Regions from separate parts of the Xenopus tropicalis genome. Here region 2 is linked to region 1. A link is a contact called in public Hi-C data. All regions are on one chromosome and are shown on one strand. The core of a region is the stretch at or near the end of the contact, and the rest is flanking DNA. Distances in the headings are between cores, read along the strand shown. Region 1 overlaps LOC100492237 (potassium voltage-gated channel subfamily H member 8). Region 2 holds the start of armc8 (armadillo repeat containing 8).

Region 1 (6,790 bases), core at 2,460-4,959:
TTACATGAACAGTAGACATCACCCAAACAGTTCACTGTGCTGCTAATAAATGATTTGTCTATCTCCAAAAAACATTGCTGTAATATAAAAAGGCACCCCCCAGTAAATTCTCTGAGCTTTGTACCCTGTAAGAAAGATTTCAGCACCAGAAGGTCACACATGAAAATTACATCTGCTGCCTGCTGAACAGAGCATATCAAGTATGTATGTATATTTTATATTTGCCCATGATATGCAGTGACCTTTCCTCTAACAGCGAGCAGATCTGTAGCTGAATTTTAAACTAATACCATGAAAGCTTCAAAAGTTTCCAAGGAAGAATTTTTTTTCTCTCCATATCTGCTTTTGATGAGCCCAATTCGTACCAAATTTTTTTTCTTACACCACACAGATTCTTGCCCCTTTAAAGAAAGACTAGATAATAATACATATAAGTGAGTATAGATATATCCCAGCATGTAGAACACAGACTACCGACGGGACTTAAATTATGTACAAAAATTTAATGGTGTAAGTCGATGTTTCAGAGGACCTTTATCAAGACATCAAGGTTGTGTAGGATAGAAACATCAACTTACACCATAACATTTTTGCGTATAGTTTAAGCCCCGTGAGTGCTCTGTGTTCTACATGCTGATAATATTTTTTGTGGCAGCACCTGGGCCTTTTTTTGGGTGAGTGCGCTGCATTTCAAACTTTCTCTCTCCGATCGCTCAGATATATTTTATATAGATAAGCTCCCAGTGGGGCAGCCATTCAAGTCAAAAGAGCGCAATAAGGAACACATTTGCAAAGCAAATAGAAGATAAGATCTGTAGAACTGAATGCTGAGCCAGGAAGGTAAACAGGGCTCAAATACCATTTCTTTTCTATTCTGTACAGACTTATAGAATTAAAACCTCTCTCATATAACATAAGACCAGGGGCACAATTACAGAGGAAGCAGGTCATGAAGTGGGGGGGGGGCAGGAGTATAGGACCTAATTAATGAGCAATTTCAATATATCTTAGTAGAATAGGTAAACTTACCAATATTTCTGGGCCCTAAATTGAATTTACTGTGGGGCCCAGTAACACCTAGTTAGGCCACTGAATAGGAAATTTGTTTCTAGCATAAGGTTCTGGCTCGACAGACATTAGACCTTGGAGTGTTATTGGTTCTTTCACCCAGCCATCTGAATCTGAAGCTAGAGATAGAATTTTGGAGCTTGTTGCCACATGCGCAGTTAAAGGTAATCCCGGAGCATCTTTAACTGTGTCGCTTTACTGATCCATAGAGAACACAAAGATTACGAAGATGGCACTTGCTAGCTCCACTGCACTGTTTTGCTTGTATTGGTCAGCTTTACTATCAGAGACACTGTTCCCTGAAATAGGCTTTGCGGGGAGGGAGCAGGGAGGGGGCTTATTAGATAGCAGTGGATGGGGCTTTTGTCTGGGGGGTAACAAAATAATACAGGTGTATTCTATTGCAGACAGTAAAGGTGCATAAAAGAAAATAAGTTGTATGATTTCCAACCAATTATTGTATATCTACCACCTTATATTTCATCCACCTACCTAGGGCTGAGCATGGGAGGAGCGCTGATACTCAGTGCAGGAAGCTGAAGCTTGCAAGGTCTGCTCCCATCTCCAGGTGAAAACTTTGATCTTTCACTTCCACCGAGCAGGTCTCCAAAGCTCTTATCTGCTCTCTTAGTGGGTGTTTTGAAGGCTCTTGGTGTAAGTGGAGAAAGCATTGGAGAACTAAAGGCCTTGGGCAACTTTAAGGAGGATTCAACAGGGCTAACTCCACGTGAGTTGACTGGCAAGGGGCTTCGTTCATCTTCTTCAAACTCATCATCTTCCAAAATAGACGGTAGCTTCTGGATCACTCCCCCATTACTCTCATGGTCAAGCTGACAAGACAGAAAGTGCAAAAAAGTAGCATGAAACACAGGTATTTTTAACAATATTTCTCTCTATAGAAATTGTTTTGATAAACGTTTTGTGACTGACATAAAGTCTGCTTTCATCTGACTAGTTGCAACTACCATAACCGGCTAGCTGTTTAGGTCGAGGTAGGAAACTGACAATTCTGAGTGACCTTTATAAATATGCTACATCAAATCAAAATAGCAACTATGAGATCATGATGTTGCTGAGCATTTTTGGCACTTAGCATTGACCTCCTAATACCTTAAACGCCTTTATTTTACTCCTTAAATACATTTATGCAATGTCTTTATTGTTGCCTCCCAAAGTATATCATCTGTGCCACAATATAGCTAGAAGTTCTTCTGCATTGTGTATATACTGTATAAATTTGTATATGAGATGGTATTATAACTGTGGGTTCACTGACCTGTACTTTTGAATTTTAATAAATACTTGAATAAAACACAATTAAACTGTGCCAGATAATGGGCCTGAATTCCAGCATCTTTGGAATGTAGCTAAAGAACATATTGTGCAACAAAACTCCCAAGTCTCTTGTTTCCTTCCAAATTCTCTTTACAAATAGACTGAGAGTTTGTCCGCAGGTGTTATGGATTTTCCAAATGTTCTGCTCTCCAGCAGTGTCTGAGAACAGAGACACTACATCATGCATTGCTGGATAATATAACATGCACTGAAACCAAGGATAACACTCAACACATTATTAGGCTTAAAGTCTTTAAATTAGAGAATGCCCCGTGCACATAAGTTATAGGAATTCAGTGTTATAATCTTTATATATATATCAGCTTATTTCAGAGATATCCAGAATGGCAAAAATAATTGAAAAATATCTATCTTGCACAGTCAGAAATATGAAGTCATTCATGTGATGAAGGAAAGTATAAAGCACCTTAAGGAATGGCACCCTAAGGGTAGTTCTGGGAAGTAAATCACTTTGGTGGAAATGGCCAAGTGTAATAGAAACTTACTGAATAAGACTTCAGGCTGCATGAACAGAAATAGAGATTTTTGCCCCCACAGCTAAAAGTTCTAACATCTTTAATGGCTAATGTGGGAATTATGAGAGCAGAAATGTTTGGGTAACAGAGGCAACTGTCAGGTTGAGCACAGCAGGACCCTAGAGAATATTTTTGGTTGTAAGCTTATTTGGTCATAATATTTACTAGCATTTAGGTATTTCGAACGTATAGTAAAGAGAAAATGCCCCAATATATATTCTATATTGCAAACACCATTATTGCACATTTACAAAATATTTGGAGTTCTCTTATCCTTTTTTAACAGGAAAATATGGCAACAATTACATTGTTTCCCAGCATGAAGTCTTTCAGTTTCTGTTGTGTTGAGGCCCAATGTCCAACATCCACCAACATTTGTACCAGAGATGCTGGGAATTGTTTTTCAGAAATAGCTTATGTGCCATAATTTGGACAAGTATTGTATTACCCCTGGTCCTGCCAGTACTAAGGTGTTCGAAGCCATAGCTATTAACTGGATCTGTATTTTTTTTGAGTTCGTGCATATCCCAGTAAATTACCCTATCATCCTATCAATCTTTAACACGTTATACATTGTCTATTATAAAGAGATTTACATTGCATATCGCATTGCACATATCATTCTTTCACATTCCACTGAAAAAACTATTTGAACAGTTAGCTCCTAACACAGACCCCCACTGTCTATGCCCAGACAATTCCCTGAACAGTGTAATTCCTTATCAGTCAATTGCATTCCCACCAGCCTTTTGTATTCCATTCAGGCAGTAGATGATTGTTAGGGAAAAGGACCAGTACGGTCTCATACACTGATTGTGCTTGTGCGCCCAGTAGGGAGGAGGGTGCTAGCAAAGTTAAATAAATGGCTGGATGATTGCTTCATTTCAGGTCAATACATGAAAAGCCTTAGTCTGCCACAAGGCAGTAAATCATCACTAAGGCAAATCTTTGTACTTTAACCTGTAACACATTAACCCCCATATTTAATAAAAGGTTTAGTTAGTTTAGTCTAGTTTGCCCTGGAACAGTAACCAGTAAATTGTACCTACTGATTGTTGCTATGGGTTACTGCTCCTGGGCAAATGTAATGCTTTTTATTACATAACCCCTTTAGTGCATAAAAGAACATTAACAACTTCTAAAATGTTAAAGGTACAAAAATAAATCAAGGCTATTGTTCCTAGATCTTCCATAAGGTTCAACTTAAATTCTACAGTACAGTCTCTGTTTCCTTGGTAAATGTAACAGCTTGATTGTGTTTGCACAGAATGTGGATCAATTTGATAACAGATCAGGCCAGAATGGGCTGAATATGATTTATCCAATATATTTATAAAGATATTTAGTTTACATTATAGAACCATAAAGTACATGTTGCAAATCTTAACCAAAACATCTCATAGTATATATCATGTATTTTACATACTTACACATTTATACTACTAAGGGGCTGCTTTATCCATAATAGATTTGGCATTTATTTCTCAGTTTAAGAATTATGTAGGATAAAACTTTCTGCAACCTTGAATAGCTGGGATTTATTAAGGGAAAAACTGCAAAAAGGTGGCAGAAAAAAACTTGGCAAGTAAAACCTGGCTAGAAGTTAGTCATGATAATGAATCAAACAATGTGGTTCTCACTTGGGTGCAACATTTTTTGACATAATTGTTTTCTTAATTAAGTTAGTGCTCAAGGGAAAAAAAGTGTTTTGTGGGCATTTTTTTCAGGATTGTTGATAAATCAGCCACTAAATGTGGTGCCAACTTCCTTTATAAGGGTTTTCATGTCTTCTTCATTTTCAGGCCAGTGTCACCAGCATATTGAAGGCTGTTCATGCTTCCTCCATTAATCTTGAAGCCTTGATAATCTCTTATTATTTGTTCCTTGTATAGATTGAATAATGCTTTATAAAGAAAGGACCTGTAGTTATGGTGGAGACGCCCCATAATAAAGAGGGGGTCCAGGTGCACATGCACCAGACCATCAGCGTAATGGAGGTCATGAAATAAAAGATTCAGTTCTAAAAGTAAGTTTTCTTCAAAGAAAAAAGCACGCCAATGCACAGTTTGATAAATAGGTACCTTAGTTATGTTTTTATTGTATGTATTTATTAACACTGGGGACAAACATCACCTGTGATGTTGCCCATAGCAACCAATCAGATCTTTGCTTTCATTTTCTAACTAGTAGATGACTAATTGCCTATTGGATGCTATGGGCAACATCACCAGTGATATCTTTAATAATAATAACCACACTAACCACTACTTTTTTGTTACTTTGGCAAGTGATTACCTAGGTTTTGTAACTTACCTCAGGAGCCTATCCCTGTCACCATTCTAAGATTTATCTTTCCCAACTACATTCCCAGTATGTAGCCTATTTCGATGAACCATTTATTTACAGATGTATAGAAATGTATAATAAGGATTTTCACATTCTGACAGTAGTGATTACATAATGATTACATATAACCTTCATTGGTCAGTGACCCCCCACCTACTTCATAGCACTGTGGCTAGAAATAAGCAGAATTACAAATGTACAAAATAAATAATAAGGGACAAGTGAAAAGTAGCTTGTACTATGTGCCATACAAAACAAACGTTAATATAAATGTGGATATCCCTTTTAATGATTATTTAGGTAAGTACTTTTGAACAATTTTGTATCATTAGTGTAGGATGTTACCACTAGTATTTACAATCATTTCTGTGACATGAGGAAATGTCCTTTTCCAGGGCTGTGAGCAGTGCATTTCAGTGTTTCAAATGGAGTCAGTAATTAGTCTGAAAGAATATCCAGCTCAGCAACTTTTATTTATAGCTTCCTCTCCCCTTGGGATCTCGCTCACAGCGGCTGCTTGTCAGTGTGGCTAAGTATAGACAGCACAGCTATTCTTAGCATCACTAAGCCAGTGGTTTTCCAGGCTGCTGGGAGCCCCAGTCACGCGTTTCATGGACTGTAATTTAGGTTAATATTTAATGTTTCCAAGCATAGAAAACATTATTCTAAATTTAGGGTAAACACTGTGATGCCCAGCTTTTTAACTTTCACTGTATGTATTCTTTTGAGGCAAATCAGGTAACTGATCAAAATAAACATTTATTAACCAATATCATCCAGGAATCATAAAAGCAGTAATATTTTTGAGTGCCTTTCTTTAAGTGCCTTTCCTGTCATGTATTGTAGATAAATATATGTTCACTGCTGGATACAAAATGAACAAGTTACTGGGGGTTGGAATAGATGGTGTGGTCAAAAGTACTATTTATTACTTGTTATTTAGTATTGGAGTTTTGTAACCGTGTGTCGGGCTCTATTATTAACAGAATCAATGTTCTTTTAAAATATAGGAATGAATCAATCAACACATCTCTCTGAATGCTAATTTTTTTTATTGCAACCCCCCCTCCCACGAGATGATTCCAGACTGGGGTTTTCCAATACACGGTTTTCTTTGCATCATAAATCAATAGTTAGACATTACAGCTTGTTAATTAAAAACAAATCTTTCTGAGAGCTGATGAAGTATTATATGAAGAAAATACCAAAGCTAAATGTAGATAGGCATACTAGTGGGTATAGAAATCAATTTGAAAGATTGTAAATGAAACAGAAATTAAAAAAAAGGAATAAATATGATTGATTAGGTGAAGAACAAAGTAAATGTTAATTGCCATTATTACTAATTGCTCAGCAATCATAGGACCAGACAATAGATAAAGGACAGTCAGTTGTTTCCTGTATAAAAGTAAAGCTACTTTACAGCTGTTTTGTGGGCAGTTGAGCCTTAAGGGCTCTGGCACACGGGGAGATTAGTCTAATCTCCGCGAAATGCCATCCCACCG
Region 2 (6,790 bases), core at 2,554-5,053, 71 kb before region 1:
TCAGGTTGGCAGTCTTACCCATGATTGCGGTTTTGAGTAATGAACCAGGCTGGGAGTTTCTAAATACCTCAGGAATCTTTTTAAGGTTTTTAGAGTTAATTAGTTGATTCAGATGATTAGGTTAATAGCTCGTTTAGAGAACCTTTTCATGATATGCTAATTTTTTGAGATAGGAATTTTGGATTTTCATGAGCTGTATGCCACAATCATCAATATTAAAACAAGAAAAGGCTTGGACTACTTCAGTTGTGTGTAATGAATCTAAAATATATGAAAGTCTAATGTTTATCAGTACATTACAGAAAATAATGAACTTTATCACAATATGCTAATTTTTTGAAAAGGACCTGTATTAGACTGTTTCCCTTGTAACAACGGAAGCTCCTTATCTGATAAACTATATGCCCCCTCACTCCTCCCCCACAACCATTTGCTAATCCCACTGCGCCGTCTACACTAGCTTTCCCATAAAACTCTAGCTCACCCCCCTTTTCTAGTTTAAACACTCCTCCAGCCTCTTAACCATGCTCTACCCTAGCACAGCGGACCCCCTTCCATTGAGGTGCAATCCGTCACGGCTGTATAGATTGTACCCCAGTGCTCTAGGAACCCGAACCCTTCCTTCCTACACCAGGACTTTAGCCACGCATTTAGCTCCCTAAGCTCCCACTGTCTCCCTAAACTTGCACGTAGCACCGGCACAATTTCTGAAAAAAATGAGATTGGAGGACCTTTCCTTAATCTTAATGGTAGTTTGTTCAGGGACTGCAACTAAACTGGTTAAGGGGATGGAAGATTTAAACTATGAGGTTAGACTGTCAGGTTTGGGGTTGTTTTCTCTGGAAAAGAGGCGCTTGTGAGGGGACATGATTACTCTGTACAATACATTAGAGGGGATTATAGGCAGATAGGGGTTCTTTTTTCCACAAAATAACAATCAGTGCACCAGAGGTCACCCCTTTAGATTAGAGGAACAGAGCTTCCATTTGAAGCAGCGTAGGGGGTTTTTCATGCTGAGGGCAGTGAGGTTGGGGAATGCCCTTCCTAGTGATGTTGTAATGGCAGATTCTGTTAATGCCTGGATGATTTCTTGAACAAGCATAGTATCCAAGGCTATTGTAATACTAATATCTACAGTTAGTATTAATGTTTGTATATATAGTTAATGTATGTGAGTGTATAGATAGGTCGGTATAGGTGTGTGTGTGCTTACTTGAAAGGGTTGAACTTGATGGTCTTTTTTTAACACTACGTAACTATGTAACTGGATGTGACCCTGTAGACTGGGTGCATGTCTAAAATTGCCTCTTTGTGAGGCCTTAGATGTTGGAAAGTGGATTTATTTGTTTCAAGTAAACCCTTGAAACAAATAAAAAAAAAATTGCTCAGAGCTCTCTTCTAAGCACTTTTGCAATTGACATGAATTATTTATGAAACAACAGTGCCACCAGCTGGTGATTTCAGGCAACTGCCTACAGTCAAGAAAAAAACGTAGTCAGAGACTAATTATCCTGTGATTATTATCATGTGTTTATAAAGCTCCAACATGAATATTCACTAAACAAACAGATTTACATACAAAGCTGGCAGTAATTGCTCTGACTTTTTGGTCAGTTCCAAGCAGAGCAACATCACAGGAGATTGATTTATGACTAACAATTTTTTCCCAACTGTAGCTAAATGCCACAAATGACCAGCAGGGGGTACTGTTGTTTTGTTAATAAATCATGTAAATTGCAGAAGAGCTTATCAGTTTTTCAGTCATTTGTTTTTGGGTTTACATTTCCTTTAACTGCTGGGAGATAGAAATCCTTGTGGCAAAAATCATATGGCCATTATCTCAGTATGATAGAAGATATTACAAACGATCTTAACCTATTCCACGTGGATTATCCCACTGTTTGTCTGTCAACAGCAGCAAGCTAAAACCAAGTTTACACTCAAAATATTAAAACCTTAGGATATTATGTCAGTTCATAGCAATAGCAATATGACATATTGCGCATATTCTCTGGCTCTTAATTGGGGGAAAATAAAGCAAACATACTTAGACATGCTCCAACACCATTTAAACAAGTATTTATTACCTTTGAAAATGGTAATGGTTTTGTACAACTGGGCAACTCCAGAGCCAAAATATAGGGTGCATTCACTTACCAAGGCATTAATCAAAGTGCAATTTCCAGCGCAATCACCATGTTTTTTTTGCCCACAATGCACCACTTTCCCTAGAATCCCATCCTTATTGAGGTGTTTGGTGTGAAAGTGACATATGCTCCATACTCTTTTAGCCCAGGTGTGCTGTGCCTATTCATGTAGGGTGCTGAGAACCCCTAGAGCTACTGGCTGGTCCGGAGGTAGCTCTGGGGTTACCATGTGTCAATAGATGCAGCAGCGCCCCAATCAGCTGGAAAGCAGGTAGGTCTGAACAGTGCTGAGTGCAACTATACAAATTTGTATATTTATTTTTATCCCTCTTTCCATTTTCAAAATGTTGGGAGGTAAGATATTTTGAAAATAACCCTGTAAAGACATTTATTCCTCCAACACAGTTGAAAAACTACGGTAGACTTGTTTTTTCTCTAAACATTTGACATATTGTCATCCAGGTCTGTACTGGGACAGACCATGGCTTTAAGCACACAGAGGCCCAACCAGCCAAATAAATAATGACTGTTTATGGCATCTTACAGTGTCCCCTCTGGCATTTGCCAAGAATCTAGAGATTGCCAGTCCTGGCCTGCTGTCATCTTTATTATATGAGGATATGATCTATGTCTTAGTGCTCTGAATCTGTGCCCAGGGGGTATATTTTCTCATTTCTGCCACATTCAGACCTTACTTTAAGCAACTTTTCATCTCTGTAGTAGCCGAGGAACACATTAAGTACATCCGTTTTGGATAGCCCTGAATTCTCATCCAAAAAATGTGTTTGCTTTTGGACAACATTTAAGGCTTGGCTTTTGTCAGGCACAAATGATTTAGCTGAAATGTTATTGTGGAAAACATGCAGGGATATGGTGCACCCCTACAGTTACAGTCTTGGCCAGCCACGGTTGCAGAGTAGGACATAAGCTTGAAACATGCTGACATTACACCTAAAGTAGATATATAACCTTCAAGATACCAGGTGCAACATGTTTTAAGCTTTTTTTGTACTTGGCAACACCACCACAAATTGATGGGCAAGATATTGTCTGGCAATAGGCCTTGGGAGAGAAATGCTCATGTGGGGGGATCCATGTCATTCTGCCAGGATGTGCCATCCTCTTATGTGCAGCCTCTCTGTGGGGTTCCTGTAGTTACCGACTGGTTTCATTCCACATTCAGACTAAAATTATTAGTCAGTGATGTTCTGAGGAATTAAAAACAACAAAAAATTTACTTAGCTGCTGATTTATATTTAGCTTCCTATATATGGGACATGGCATAGATTCTAGTAATTTCATACAAAATTCACGAGTCCATAAAGTAATTATCTTCCATTTACTTTTTACTCAAAACCTGTTTCAACACACAACATAGCGACGCCAACTCGTCCGTCCAGTCAATGCCCGTGGCTCCGCCTTTGAACATGACCAAATACAATAGCTGTCATTCCGTATAAACACAGCTGGCGTTTCGCCATCGCACTTTCCACTCAAGCCGTCGCTCGATACGCACAAGAACTCGATGTAAAAGAACATAAAAATAATTCGTATTTAATACCAATACCACGTATAGTTCCTGCCTCTTTATGTCACACTAGCGGCGTAGCTAAGTATGTGCTCTTGTGAGGAAAGTGCAGTTGTGGGCGGGATGACCAAGATGGCGTGCGTGTTGGAGCCTCCGCTCCGGATGAGCGTGTTATCTGTAAGTACCAGCCTGGGGGAGGCTGCAGACAGCGCTATTTTGCAGGTGGCGTGGCTTCAGGGAGAGGGTGACCCACCAATGCGCCTTAGGGCAGAAAGGCACCTGCTCAGGCGGAAGTTATGCTAACTTCTCTAGAAAGGCCTGCTGGGCACTTGCCTATTGCGCTGGGATGAGAACATTGGGCGCAGTGCTGCGATTTATAGTCACTGTTATAATGCACTTACACCAGCACTGATATTCCCCTCTTCTAATGCAGCTGCTCGCAGTAATGTCTATAATAATAATGTTTCTGATGTTTTATTAAGGGAACCTTTAGTAGCTAACTGCCCAGCAGGCACTAAATAGTAAGTCTCACTATTACTGGCTGGGAGGTCACAGGTGGGCAATGCTTTCTTGGTCCAAATGGAAGATAGTGCCCAATAACACAACCAAGCCCCCCTCACCATATATAGATTCCACCTTCTATAGTGCATGGACCTTGGAGAATGTGAAGCATTTAAACTGTACCATATAATATTTAAACATTTACTGTGATTTGCTCTGTCCCATTTAACACTGTATGTGCTTATATATTGAATCTGGGCACTTGGTCCCATTGCCACCAATCAGTTCTTAGCTCTTTTCAGCCAGCAGCATGTGTAAGCAAAAATGTGATTGGTTAGTAGACTGTTGGGGTTCTAGAAGAGCAGACTTTTAGACCATGCACAGTGAGGACCCCCTTTAGAGGTATGTTATTTTATATGTATAGAGGGGTATACAGGCTGACGTGCAACAGCTCCATGCGCTCCCACAAGCAACATTGGTATTGTTAAGCTTGTTAAGAAGTCAGAAGAATTTCATCTAAAACTGGCCATAGAAGGGGTGATAAAAGCTGGCAGCTTGGTAATCGGTTGGTCTTACTGATTATCTGTCTAAAAGTCAGGCATATATCAGGCAGGTTTAGCATGTACACAAATAGAACGAATAAAAACTGAATATGAAATTTTACAAAACAGGGAACTAGTTTTTGTCTTAACAATATTTCATAAGACAAAACTGTATTTTTTTTTACATTGTTCATCTTAAAGGAACAGTAACACCAAAAAATGAAAGAGCTTTAAAGTAATAAAAATATAATGCACTGTTGCCCTGTACTGGTAAAACTGGTGTGTTTGCTACAGTAACACTACTATAATTTATATAATAAGCTGCTGTGTAGCCACGGGGGCAGCCATTCAAGCTGGAAAAAAGGAGAAAAGGCACAGGTTACATAGCAGATAACAGATACGTTCTGTTCTGCTATGTAACCTGTGCCTTTTCTCCTTTGAATGGCTGCCTCCATGGCTACATAGCAGCTTATTTATATAAATTATAGTAGACTTTCTGAAGTAAACACACAACTTTTACTAGTGTAGGGCAGCAGCACATTATATTTTAGTTACTTTTATACACTTTCATTTTTTGGTGTTACTGTTCCTTTAAAGGAGAAGAAAAGGTAAATCACCCCCCAGTGATATTCTGGGTTGGTGCTCCTATTAGCAGAAAACCACACCAGCCTGGGGTACCTGTGACCAAGCGATCCTCTTCCTTCTTCTGCATTCGCGGCACTTGTTCATGTGCACTTGAGTGAAAAGCTAACCTTAAATAAGATGGCTTTTTCATTCTACTGCGCATGTACTGGCCCCAGGATTCTAAAGGTATACAGGAAAAGGAACAGGATTGCTTGGTCCCATGAACCCAGAACGGTGCAGTTTTCTGCTAACAGGAGCACTGGCCCGGGGTATCAGGTAAGTGATTACAATCGGGGGGGGTTGGGGGTTGCTCCTAACATTTTGCCCCCCCAGTGATTGTAACTTTCCTACACCTTTAAGATGTAAAATTCTAACATAATTGTGTGCAAAATATGAGATGCTTAGTTTGTGTTGGGTTGTAATATAGCACGGCTTTCAAATAATCTAGTTCCTAAAAAAAATATTTTAATGTTTTGCAGAATTGTTAGTATTTGTTATTTTTATTCTGTTTTCTATTTATATCTCTTTTCACTGAACCTTGTAAGATCTATTCTAATCTCCAGAATAGCTATAGATATTGCATAAAGGATTTTTACTGGATTAAGGTGGTTTTACCTGGGGATGGGGAGGGAGGCTGTTATTCAAAATATTAAAGGGCTAAACTCCACAAGCCCTTTTGTCGGATGGTGTAGGATTGACCAAACACACAGTTTAGTTACTCAAGTACAAGGTCCTGTTTTATTATTACTAGGAAAGCACTGAATCCAAGATCGTTTGGCCAAGATTTGGCCTTTTACAGAAGGATTCTGAATCCACGTGCCTGGGAGAACTGAATCTGAATTCTTAAAATCATGTGACTTTTTGTCACATAAACACAGCAAAGCAATCTATTCTTTTAACCCCCACCTTATTTACATATGCAAATTAGGATGCAGGTTCAGTTTGGTATTCAGCCAAATCTTTAACAAAGGGTTTGGTGTTTGACCAAATCCCAAAATAGCGGGTTCAGTGCATGCCTAATTATTACAGAGAAAAAAGTAAATTATTTTAAAAAATTAGAATTATTTGCTTGAAATGGGCTCTTTGGGAGATGGCCCTTCCCTTAATTTTTTGCTTTCTGGATAATGGGTTAACAGATAAGGGATTCCATATCTGTATAATATGTTTACTGGTGTTCTAAAGCACTAAATTTGATTGTATCAATGACAGTAGGGAAGAAGCAGAAGAATTAAATGACTTAAGGTGGCCGTACACAAACTGATAAAAGCTACCCTTTTGATCTTTCCGGGCCGAGTTGGGCAGGTTTGATATTTCCGACCCATTTTGTCCAGCGTGTGGGTGGCTGGCCAAATTAGGCCCAAATCTACTTGTTTGGCAAGATTGGCGAATGAGCAGCTCTGGCAGTGTATGGCTAGCTTTGGAGAGAAACCCAAATTTATAGGAATTCC

What was found. Hi-C and Micro-C count contacts between places; a contact is called where the count stands out from the background.
Region 2: a Hi-C map of neurula embryo shows a contact between it and region 1, with 2.9 times the contacts expected there. The contact joins the promoter of armc8 here to the enhancer-like site in region 1. A contact is called at or near these places in 2 of 5 Hi-C or Micro-C datasets (gastrula embryo and neurula embryo).

The regions. Positions count from the first base shown.
Region 1 is chr9:56,481,735-56,488,524 of UCB_Xtro_10.0, reverse strand. It overlaps LOC100492237 (potassium voltage-gated channel subfamily H member 8), which reads right to left. Exons shown (of 15, transcript XM_018097592.2): 12 at 1,561-1,898. Among named protein-coding and RNA genes, the nearest start is that of armc8, 71 kb to the left of the region's middle. Within about 2 kb of position 3,709, at least 1 of the 11 cell types and tissues checked has an H3K27ac peak or open chromatin away from gene starts, as enhancers often do. A contact at or near this core is called in neurula embryo, where this site is marked.
Region 2 is chr9:56,552,763-56,559,552 of UCB_Xtro_10.0, reverse strand. armc8 (armadillo repeat containing 8) reads left to right here and starts at 3,803. Exons shown (of 11, transcript NM_001011463.1): 1 at 3,803-3,852. The coding sequence starts at 3,808. It overlaps LOC116407518 (a long non-coding RNA gene), which reads right to left and starts at 3,579. Exons shown (of 2, transcript XR_004220381.1): 1 at 3,491-3,579; 2 at 2,063-3,355.